2 separate regions of the Sus scrofa genome follow, and region 2 is linked to region 1. The links are chromatin contacts, called in public Hi-C maps. All regions are on one chromosome and are shown on one strand. Each heading gives the region's core, a stretch centred on a gene start, on an enhancer-like site or on the middle of the called end of the contact. The rest is flanking DNA. Distances are from core to core; before and after follow the strand shown.

Region 1 (6,045 bases), core at 1,392-3,891:
CCTGGATTGACTCAGGGAGTGGACTGGTGGGTCTGCCTCGGTGCACCTAGTGTCTGCATGCAGCAGAGGTGTGGGCTTATGTGTACATTCGGGTGCTCCTGCAGCTACTCTGTGACTCTGAGCATGCATGATGCCTGCAGGTCCACCCCCTGGGCCACTGCTTCTCACCCTTCCACTGCCACCACCCTGCTCCAGGCCACCATCATTCTGTTAATGCCGTGGGCTCTTGGTTGGCTCTTGGAGTCCATTAAGTCAGATCGCATGACTCCCTTATTTAAAGCTTTCTCCTATCTTAACATTACACTTAGAATGAAATCCCAGATTCTACATTCTCACCCTATGCTCTTACATGCCCGCCCCCCTCCGCCCCGCACCACTGCCTCTCAATGCCCAGGCTACGATGGGGGCCTCCGGGGCTTTGTAATTACTCCTGCTGCTTGGAATGCTCTTCCTCCAGAACCTTGCATGGCTGGCTCCTTCTCATCAATGAGGGCTCTGCTGAAACATCCTCTCTGTAGAGGCCTCCCCAGATAACCCTGGATCTGGAAGTCCCTGCCCTCCCAGTCAATCTGCTCCCATCCCCTTTGTTTTCTTCCTAGAATTTAATCACCATTGGGAATTAAAGTATTTGTTTAATCATCTACTTCTGAATTTCATGAATTTCTGTTTCACAAGGGTGATATATACACTGGCAGCAGCACACAATACAATTCTTAGTATTAAAAAAAGTGTCTGTGGAGTTCCTGTTGTGGCGCAGTGGTTAACAGATCTGACTAGGAACCATGAGGTTGTGGGTTCGATCCCTGGCCTCGATCAGTGGGTTAAGGATCCAGCGTTGCCGTGAGCTGTGGTGTAGGTTGCAGACGCGGCTCAGATCCTGTGTTGCTGTGGCTCTGGCATAGGCCGGTGGCTACAGCTCCGATTGGACTCCTAGCCTGGGAACCTCCGTATGCTGCGGGAGCGGCCCAAGAAATGGCAAAAAAGACCCCCCCCCCAAAAAAAAAGGGTCTGGAGTTTCCTGGTGGCCTAACGGTTCAGGATCCTGTGTTGTCTGTGCTCTTGCTCAGGTGCCTGCAGTTCTATCCCTGGCCTGGAAACTTCCACATGCAGTGGGGGTGGAGGCGAGGAAGTGTCTTTGCTACTCACTCCTTCTAAGACCTGTCCTTTGCGGAGGGACACTGGGATGTATAGAGAAAGTAGGATCACAGTTGAATTGGAGACTCAGCTCTACCCCTTCTACGTGAGTGACTTCCAAGATTTCCTAATCTCCTTGACTTTCTTTCCTTATCTCTAAAGGGAAATCATTCCTACTTTCTTGAGTATCATAAAAAACCATTCCCTCCCCAGCCTGCCACTCACCTGGTGAGAGTTCAAGAAACCTGCAGGGGAGGTTGGAGCCTCCTCGGGACAGCCCAGGGAGGAGAGGGGCCCTGACAGGGGCTTCCACCTGACACCCTCCCTGGAGGGCCCACCTGGGGGCAACCTCCTCTTTCGCCCCCACCTTCCCTTCCAGTCGTGTCTGCCTAGTCCTGCCTGACACACCCTAGGGACTCACTGGCAAAGAATTTCCCTCCAAGCCCTGGCCCGGGACCGGTGGAGCCGGTTCTGGTTCCCCCTGCAGTCCCCCAACACCGGCTCCCAGCTATCCGCTTTTCGCCTGTCGGGAGGCGGGGGGTCGGGGTAGGGAGCCAAGCCGCACCCAGCTTTTATCACCACTCCGTAATGCCCACCGCCCCCCCCTCCTCGGAACACCCCCACCTCCCCCGGCCCCGGCCCCCAAAAGTCTTGGTCGATTCCCGGCGTCTTGGCTGTTTGCGGACGTGGGAGGGACTCTGCAGGAATCTTCCGCAGCTAGAGCGCCCACCGCACCCAGAACCAAGGGGTGAGAAGCCAGATGGGGAGTGGGGTGGGGGAGAGTCCTTCCACCGCCTCCCATCCTCTCACCCCACCGTCTCAGCCTAACCCGAAGGCAGGATCGAGCCCCAGCCCCGCCTCGGGTCGCGGGGTCGGGGTGCGGGCGCCCCGCACTTACCCGCAGCGGCGAGGCCAGCGGGGGGGCCGGGACCCCAAGTCTTCGAGACCCGCAGCAGAGGAGATCTGGGTGCGAACTGCGACTCTGTAGTCGCGGCGAGACGCGTGGCGTCAGGCACACCCCGGGGGCGGCGTGGAGGAGGGAGGGTCGGGGGAGGAGCTTGAGAGCTGGCCCGCCGCAGGGGGTCTGGTTCTAGCCGCAACGCTGCCACTCGGTCCCCTGGCAACCTACTCCGGGGCTTGAAACCTTAGCCTCGGTTTCTTCGCGTGTGAAATGGGGGCAGCGGTGGCCCTGGGCAGGGCTGTGGCAAAGGCTCCAGTGAGATTCGCGGTGTGAAGCGCTCTAAACGAAGCGCCAAGTGGTCCCCGGACGGGCTGCAATCAAGACTCGCCCACGTGTTACCACGGGGACTCAGTCAGCGCCCTGCGGGTCACTGTCTCCGCCTAGCACTTGGCCTCGACTCTGCGTGAGGACACTCCCGGCGGCTGCCCTCCCGCATTAGTTCCTGGCTCAAACTCGGTGTCCTCGAATGGGGTATGCACACTTTGCAGAACCAGGGTAGGGGGCAGCAGGAAGAGGCGCTGTACCTGGAAAGGAGATTGGTGGGGGGGGGGAATCCCTTGTCCAGGGGCGAGGGCTGGAATGGGGGGAGGTCGTTGCCAGGAACTACTAAGAGGGGCAGATCCTACCGAGGCCGGGGAGGGGGAGTTAAGAGGGAGGTGGAAGAGCGGAGCCTGTGGCTTTAGACCCCCTGCAGGGGGAGGCGGTTTTGTGTATGTGTGTGTGTGTGTGTCTGGGGCTGGGCGGGGCTGGGCTGAACTGGACTCTGGGGACAAGGACTCTTTTATTTACCAGTGTAAACAAACAGACTAGGAACCTAGTGAGAGCCCTTGAGCCTCAGCCTGGTCGGGGAACTCCCAGGGTTTCCGGCCTCCCGGGGAGTCCTGGGAATCCTAGCCACCAAAGGGACTGAGTCTTCCCTGTCTCATCTGAGATGATGTTAGCAGGAGAGTGACTGTACATGGCATTTTCCCAGGCTTGTACTGGCTTATGCCTGTGGCCCTGGCGTAATTAATAATACCCCTTTAATTCTCAAAAGTACCCCCAAACTTGGGAAGATCAATTACACCATCACTCTACCTACTACTCTGGGTAGAAAACTAACACTTCAGGGGGTTGGGGTGGGGGGGCTCGGAGACATCTGTGCCAGACATTGTCCCTCGGGCTTTATTTTGTTGTCACAGTGCCCAGTGAGGAAGGTATAAGCCTTCCTACTTTTTTTTTTTTTTTTTTTTTTTTTTTTGTCTTTTTGCTATTTCTTTGGGCCGCTCCCGCGGCATATGGAGGTTCCCAGACTAGGAGTTGAATAGGAGCTGTGGCCACCGGCCTACACCAGGGCCATAGCAACACTGGATCCGAGCCGCGTCTGCAACCTACACCACAGCTCACGGCCACGCCGGATCGTTAACCCACTGAGCAAGGGCAGGGATCGAACCCGCAACCTCATGGTTCCTAGTCGGATTTGTTAACCACTGCGCCACGACGGGAACTCCAGCCTTCCTACTTTTATGAATGAGAAAACTGAGGCACCCAGAAGTTGGGAGACTTGCCCACTGTCACAGATAAGTAGGAGCAGAGCCAGCTGTGAAGGCCTCAGCTGTGCTGAGTTTCTGGATTGGGCAAAGCCACAGGGTTCCCCCTGCAGAGGTCATTTTTGCTTTGAAAATCATTGCTGAGGAGTTCCCATTGTGGCTCAGGGGGTTAAGAACCCAGCGTTGTCTCTGTGAGGATGCATGTTCAATTCCCAGCCTTGTTCAATGGGTTAAGGATCTGATGTTGCCTCAAGCTGTGGCATAGGCCAGCAGCTTCAGTTCTGATTCGACCCCTAGCCCGGGCACTCCCATATGCCACAAGTGTGGCCATAAAAAGAAAAAAAAAATCATTGCTGAGACAACAGTGCTGGGGTGTTCTGGGTGCTTCTCTGCATGTGTCTGTGTGAGGAGATGTGTGAATATGATGGTGTCCTATGTGTTGGGGGGGGGTCCGTATTGCCGCCTGTTCCCTGCTGCCTCTTGCTCTGCTGCATTTCAGAGCAAAACTTCTTCCTCCCTTCCTCGCCTGGATCTCCAGGGGCCAAGTCCAACAACCTTGACCCTGCCCTATTCTCCTGCACTTTCAGAAGCACCTGACACAGCTGACTACTCCTTCCTTCTCAAAACACTTTCTTCCCTTGGCAGCCACCCTCATAATTTCCTTGCCCCTCGGAGACCTCACATTCCGGTCTCAGCCTCTTCTCTCCTGGGTGAGCTCACCCAGTCCTGGGCTTCCAGCACCATCCATGGGCTGAGTCCCACACTTCTAGTGCCAGCCCTGAGCTCCCTGAAATGCACCAGGCTGCTCACATGACCACCAGGCTTCCAGTTATTTGTTTCCTTTCCTAAAATCAATTGCATTGATTCTGTATTCGACTCCATAGATCGTCTTCTTTTTCCATTTACCCTGTGGAGGTCGACTATGTACCTGGTCTGCATTTGACTGTTATAACAAACTATATAGCACATTCTCCTCTCTCAGTAGATATAGAGCTGTCACGTTCTTTTTTTTTTAAGTGCTTGAATAGTAATTGAACTTTCCCCTATAGTAGATATAGAGCTGTCTCGTAAAACAAAGCAGCTCACTACGTACAAGAGCCAAGATCTGGAGACAACCTAAATGTCCATAGAATAGATGAGGAAGATGTGGTATATACAATGGAATATTACTCAGCCATTAAAAAGAATGAAATAGTGGCATGGATATGAATAATGCAACATGGATACAACCAGAGGTTATCATACTAAGTGAAGTAAGTCAAAAAGAGAACAACAAATACCATTTGAGGAGCTCCCCTTGTGGCTCAGCAGGTGACAAACACAGCTAGTGTCCACAAGGATGTGAGTTCAATCCCTGGCCTTACTCAGTGGGTCAAGGATCTGTGTTGTGAGCTGTGGTGAAGGTCGAAGATGAAGTTTGGATCTGTCCTTGCTATGGCTGTAGCCGTAGGCAGACAGCTACAGCTCTGACCCCTAGCCTGGGAACTTCTGTAAGCCTTGGGTGCGTCCCTAAAAAGACAAGAAACCCAAAACAAACAAACAAAAAACAAATACCATTTCTCACATGTGAAATCTAAAATAGGACACAAATCAACATTTTTATAAAACAAAAACAGACTCACAGATATAGAGAACAGACCTCTGGTTGCCAAGGGCAGGGGTCGGGGGAAGGAAGGAATGGGAATTTGGAATTAGTAGAGGCAAACTATCATATGTAGGATGGATAAACAACCAGGTCCTACTGTATAGCACAGGGAACTCTATTCAATATCCTGTGATAAACCATAGTGGAAAAGAATATGGAAAAGAGGGTATATAGATAGATACAGATATAGATATAACTGAGTCACTTTGCCATACAGCAGAAGTTAACACAACATTGTAAATCAACTATACTTCAATAAAATTTAAAAAACCAAGCTGAGTATTTAATCACTCCCGTATCCATGGACATTAAAGATGTTTTCAATCTTGTAATTCTTTCTGTTGTAAACATCATTGCTGGGACAAGCATCAATAAACACATTTTTTATTGTGTCTGTAGGACATATTTTTTTTTGGCTGTGCCCATGGCATTTGGAAATTTCCAAGCCAGGGATTGAACCCCAGCCATGGCCGTGACGACACCAAATCTTTAACTGCTAGGCCACCAGGGCACTCACTCCCTGAAGGATATATTTTTAGAAGTGGAATTTGGGAGTTAAAGTATGCTTATTAAAAATTTTGATAGATATTGCCAAATCCTTCCATGGATGTATCATTAATACTACCATTGGATGTAAGAGCGCTTGATTCCCCATATTCCTGCCAATATAGAGCATTATCAGACTTTATGAACTTTGCCAGTGGTATCTCATTATAGTATTGTTTTGCATTTCTCTTATTGTAAGAATGAGCATCTTTTCACACACTTAGGGGCCA
Region 2 (5,492 bases), core at 2,346-4,845, 82 kb before region 1:
CGAAAGCTTTCTTTGAGAGGGGCCTTTGGAACTGAGTTTTGAGGGATAAATTCGAGTTTTGCAGTCAGGGATAAAAAGGAAAGACATTCATTGCAGGCATAGGGACCAGCTTAGGCCAAGACATAGAACGGTATCTGTGTGGGGGCTGGTGGGAAGAGCAGGGACTGGAGAGAGGTGACAGTCTAGGACCCCGGTGGGGGGAATTGAGGAGATATGGTTGGAAGGGATGTCGAGACAGAGGTGAGGGGGAGAGGTTTAAGCTGGAGGTTTCATGGGTTTTTTATTGAAATTTTTTTTTTTTTTTTTTTTTTTTTTTGCTTTTTAGGGCTGCACTCACGGCATATGGAGTTTTCCAGAATAGGGGTCTAATTGGAGCTACAGCTGCTAGCCTACACCACAGCCACAGCAACACCAGATCTGAACCACGTCTGTGATCTATACCACAGCTCACTGCAACGCTGGATCCTTAACACAGTGAGCAAGGCCAGGGATCGAACCTGCAACCTCATGGTTCCTAGTCAGATTCTTTTCCACTGCACCACAATGGGAACTCCCTTAAATTTTTTTTTTTTTTAATGGGAGCACCCATGGTATTTGAAATTCCCAGGTCAAAGCCACGCTGCAGCAACACAACTATAGTCAGAGTTTTAACCCACTGTACCACAGTGGGAACTCCTCATGGTTTATTTTATTTTATTTTATTTTTGTCTTTTAGGGTCACAACGGTGGCACATGGAGGTTCCCAGGCTAGGGGTCTAATCGAAGCTGTTGCTGCCTGCCTACGCCAGAGCCACAGCAATGTGGGATCTAAGCTGCACCTGTGACCTACACCACAGCTCACTGCAACGCCAGATCCTTAATTCATTGAGTGAGGCCAAGGATCAAACCCACATCCTCATGGATGCTAGTTGGGTTTGTTATCCCCTGAGCTATGATGGGAACTCCTCATGGTTTTATTTAAGTGGTTTTGTTTGTTTGTTTGTTTGTTTTTAAGTGTTTGAAAGACTCTTTGGCCAAAAGAATAGAAGTGGATTGGAGGAGGCATTGGAAAGCAATGAGACCACTGAAGGAGTTGCCAAGGTGGTCCAGGTAAGAAATGATGAGGAGGACTTCCCTGTGGTGCAGCAGGTTAAGGATCTGGTGTTGTCACTGCAGCAGCTTGGGTTGTTGCCGTGGTGCAGGTTTGATCCATGGCTGGGGAACTTCTACATGCTACAGGCTCGGCCAAAAAAAAAAAAAAAAAAAAAAAAAAGGATGAATTTGAGAGACATTCAGAGGCATAGGTGCTATAACCAGGATCTAGGGAATAATGCAAAGATGCAGAGACCTTGAAAATGTCACTCAGGTTTTTGACTTAGTAAGTAAGTAATGTCATAAATGGACATAGGACATTACAGGTGGAGGAATACATTTGAGGAATAGTAAACATACTGGTGATCAGGACTAAGCACTTAGGCTGTGCCACATACTGTTAAGTGCCACATATAGTAAGTGCTAAGCATCTTATACACATTAGGTGATTTAGTACAGAACAACCTAAGGAGGTGAGTACTATTATTATCTTTTTAAAAACAATGTGTGTAAACAGCTATCCTGAGATTAGCAGGTGGCAGGGCCAGGATTTGAACCCACAACTCTGAGTCCTAAGTCTGTGCTCTGGAGCCCCATTCAGTTCTAACAAAACTGCTAGCTACCACTTAAGACTCAAGGGCAGGTTCCTCTGGGGAGACTTCCCTGAGTTTTCCAGGGGCTCCTCTTCTGTGTTACTTGCGTGTGTTCTTGTCATCACACTTCTCATTCTCTTGACATTTTGTGGACCCCTCCCTGTCAGTCAGACAACTTCTGAGGGCAAAGATGGTCCCAGACATTTTTGCATCCCCACTGCCTAGCATACGTTAACTGGCTGACTGAATACTAGTTATTCTACGCAATTGGTTCCCTTCTCCTCTCTACATATTTGACTAAAGGACAAATTCTGCTGATAATGGTTTCCCTACACATTTCCTTTTTTTTTTTTTTTTTTTTTTTTTTTTTGCTTTTTAGGGCCGCACCTGGGGCACATGGAAGTTCTCAGGCTAGGGGTTGAGGTGGAGCTGCAGCCACTGGCCTACACCACAGCCACAGCGCTAGTCAGATTCATTTCTGCTGAGCCACGGTGGGAACTCCCACATTTCTTTATTCTTTGTCCCTTTCTCTCCACTTCCACTGTCAGATCTTAGTATTGAGATCACAGGGGAAGTGTATCTAAAATGATAATGCACTCTAGGAGGCTTCCTACCAAGGTGTCCCTAAAGCTTGAAAAAAAAAGCCAGAGCTACTTTGTATTAAAAAAAAAAAAAAAAAAAAAAAAAAAAAAAAAAAAAGGTGGTTGGCGTTTCCTTGTAGTGGGTTAAGGATCTGGTGTTGTCACTGCAGCAGCTGGCTCCGGTCACTGCTGTGACAAGGGTTCTATCTCTGGCTAGAGAACTTCCACATGGCACTGGCGTGGAAGAAGCTCTTAAAGATTAAGAAGCATAAATAAATAAATAAATAAATAAATAAATAAATAAATAAATAAATGTGGGAAGGGGGCTCCAGGTAGATGAGAAAGCATAACTAAGGGCACAGAGATATAAAGCAGTTTGGTCCACATGGGGAAGTAGAAGGGGTTTAGCATGTGTTAGGAAAGACAGATAAGCCTGGCTGAGACTAGTGGAATAAGGATGGAACAGCAGGGCTAGGTGTGCAGGGATGGGGGGGTGGGCATTACGGAACTAAGCTTTGGTGTTATTTTCTATAAAAACAGACATCTGTACAAGGTGCAGTGGGGACACAGAGGAGAGAGTGAATACTTGTACCTGAGAGGTCAGGTAAAACTTAGGTTTTACTATATTTCAATTATTTGTATACTAACAGTAGTATCATTTATTTCCCTGCTTGCTACGTGCTGGCTCAGCACTTTGCATACATTATCTCACCTAACTCTCACAACATCCTTGAAATAGGTGTTATTACCTTTATGCATAAAAGGGAAAGGAGGGGAGTTCCCTTCGTTGCTCAGTGGTTAACGAATCCGACTAGGAACCATGAGGTTGCGGGTTCGATCCCTGGCCCTGCTCAGTGGGTTAAGGATCTGGCGTTGCAGTGAGCTGTGGTGTAGGTTGCAGACGTGGCTCGGATCCCGGATCCTGCGTTGCCATGGCTCTGGTATAGGCCAGTGGCTACAGCTCCGATTAGACCCCTAGCCTGGGAACCTCCATATACCTCAGAATCGGCCCTAGAAAAGGCAAAAAAGACAAAAATAAATAAACAAATAATTAATTAAATAAAAGGGAAAGGAGTCTCAGATTAACAATGTTCCCAAGGTCACATGGCTAGAAAACTGGACTAAATCAGAAGAATTCTTAAAAGTTCTGCATTATACTCTGCTGAGACCTTCTTGAGGCCAAGGGTTATGTCTTTTATTTTTCTGTGCCCAGACCTAGGGCTTAGAAGACGCCTAATAAACATCCGTTGAATACAAGGAGGCATGACCTTCCACTTTCTCCGCGCGAAAGCCCGTGGTGACGTCACTGTGAAACCTCCCAGCCGGTAGGGGGCGCTGTATCCATTTCAGCTCAGCGCGGCCCGCGGCGTAGCCTAGCTTTCCCGGTCCTTTGGCTGGAGTTCAGCCAATCCCGGCGCTCCGAGGGAGCCGGCGCCGGTGAGCGGGGTCCCGGGGCGAGGCCCCGCGGGTTCCTGGGATTGGCGACGTTGGTGCTCCCGGCGCGCCAGTGGAGGGCGGGAGCCCGACGGAGGAGTGTGGGCTGCGGGGCAGGTAAGCGAGCGTCCCGGCGGGCAGTCCTTCCCCCGTGAGCTGTTGCAGGGCCGCTTGTTGCTATGACGACGGCTCCTGGCCTTGATCTCTGAGTTAGGGGAGGGGTGATGGCGAGCGTCAGCTCCGGCCCTGGCCAGGCCTAACGGCTCCCTCTCTTCCTGGGGCTCAGCGTCGGAGTCTCAGCGCCCTGCAGACACGGAGGCTGGGGCTTCTTGGCCTCAGGCACGTGAGTGAAGAAGGACGCTGACGAGGCCGTCAGTCTGGTGGGATCGGCGCAGGGGCCCGGGAACCCAGAGGAAGGAGGAGGACAGACCCTTGAACCCTGACCTCTTTGTGTTTTCATACCTGCTTTGGGTGCGAGTGACCGTCAGGATTAATTCTACCCACTCATGTCTCCCCTCCTCTCCCCTGCATTCCTCAAATTTCGGACTGCGGCTTCGCGTCTCACTGGGCCTCCGGACTCCCGCACAAGAGCGGGTTTCCCGGCAACCCGTTTGACCTTTCCCGGACACTCAGGCTCCCTCCGTGCGGGGCTGGAACTGTGCGTCACGGTGTTTACCAGACAGTTGCTTCTTTAGTTTTGATAATCTGGGGATGACTTGTTAGAGTATTTAGTCTCATGTAATCAGCAAAGATACCAGTTGTGTATTCCTGCCGCCTTTTGAAAGCGGGTGGATGGATGACTACTGTGGTTTTAAACTAATGAGTTGCTTGAGCTCTCATTCATTCGACACACTTTTTGACACTTAGTGCCAGGAGGGGTGGGAGCGGTGGGGGATGGATAGGGCACAGTGGGGACGCACAAACCTGAGCCTTGCCCTCTTGGAGCGTGAAGAGAAATAGGAATAAATGGGGTAGGCCGGCTCACTGTGTGACACAGAGAAAGTGGTTATAAGTGTTGAATAAATGAGTAGATTAATTTATTTGGGAATGATTAGAATGTGAACAGTAGACAGAGGTAGAGCTTGTACTGCACATGAGATATAATATTAGTTGTGGACTCATGCTTCATATGTTTTAAGACAAATTGGAAATCTGAATGGAGAGTGGCTGTTGAGGGAAAGTGTTTGCTAGAAGAGAACTTGTTTACAAGGTAGGAAAGAAAATGGAGAAGTATTAGGTTTGACTTCAAGGGTGACTCTTTTTGTTTTTTTGTTTTCTGTTTTCTGTTTACAGCCACACTTGTAGCATATGGAATTTCCCTACTGCGGGCTAGAGGTCTAATTTGAGCTGCAGCTGCAGGCCTACCCACAGCCATGACAATGCAGGATCCTTAACCTACTACGTGAGGCCAGGGATCCAATTTGCATTATCACAGACACTATGTTGGGTTCTTAACCCACTGAGCCACAGTGGGAACTTCCAAGAGTGCCTCTTTTAACAACTCCAAAATATAATTTCACAGATCTCTGAGTGTAATCTTAAAGTTTGGAAAAAGGGAGGCTCCTCTAGATAGTGAAATGCTAGGTTGTTGGGAAAAAACTGTGGAAGCTCTCCTTAAGTCCAGGAGTTGGACAGAAACTGTCTACCTCTGCAGTGTGTTCTTTCCAGTAGAAGGAGCATAAGTGTTGCAGTTGGAGAGGCCTGAGTTCAAAATCAGTGGCTATGTCACTTCTAGTGATCTTGGGCAAGTAAAGGTAATGACACTGGGCCTTTGTGGCCTTCAGGAGAAACCTGGGCTAATAATTCCTAGCTC

The links. Hi-C and Micro-C count contacts between places; a contact is called where the count stands out from the background.
Region 2: a contact with region 1 is called in a Hi-C map of liver, with 2.3 times the contacts expected there. The contact joins the promoter of SMIM12 here to the promoter of GJB3 in region 1. A contact is called at or near these places in 1 of 5 promoter capture datasets (liver), 26 of 47 Hi-C or Micro-C datasets (adipose tissue, alveolar macrophages, embryonic fibroblasts and 13 more) and 1 of 2 datasets of contacts at active chromatin or transcription factors (skeletal muscle).

The regions. Positions count from the first base shown.
Region 1 is chr6:91,027,974-91,034,018 of Sscrofa11.1, reverse strand. It overlaps GJB3 (gap junction beta-3 protein), which reads right to left and starts at 2,641. Exons shown (of 3, transcript XM_021095864.1): 1 at 2,033-2,641.
Region 2 is chr6:91,111,789-91,117,280 of Sscrofa11.1, reverse strand. SMIM12 (small integral membrane protein 12) reads left to right here and starts at 3,595. Exons shown (of 2, transcript XM_003362205.4): 1 at 3,595-3,796.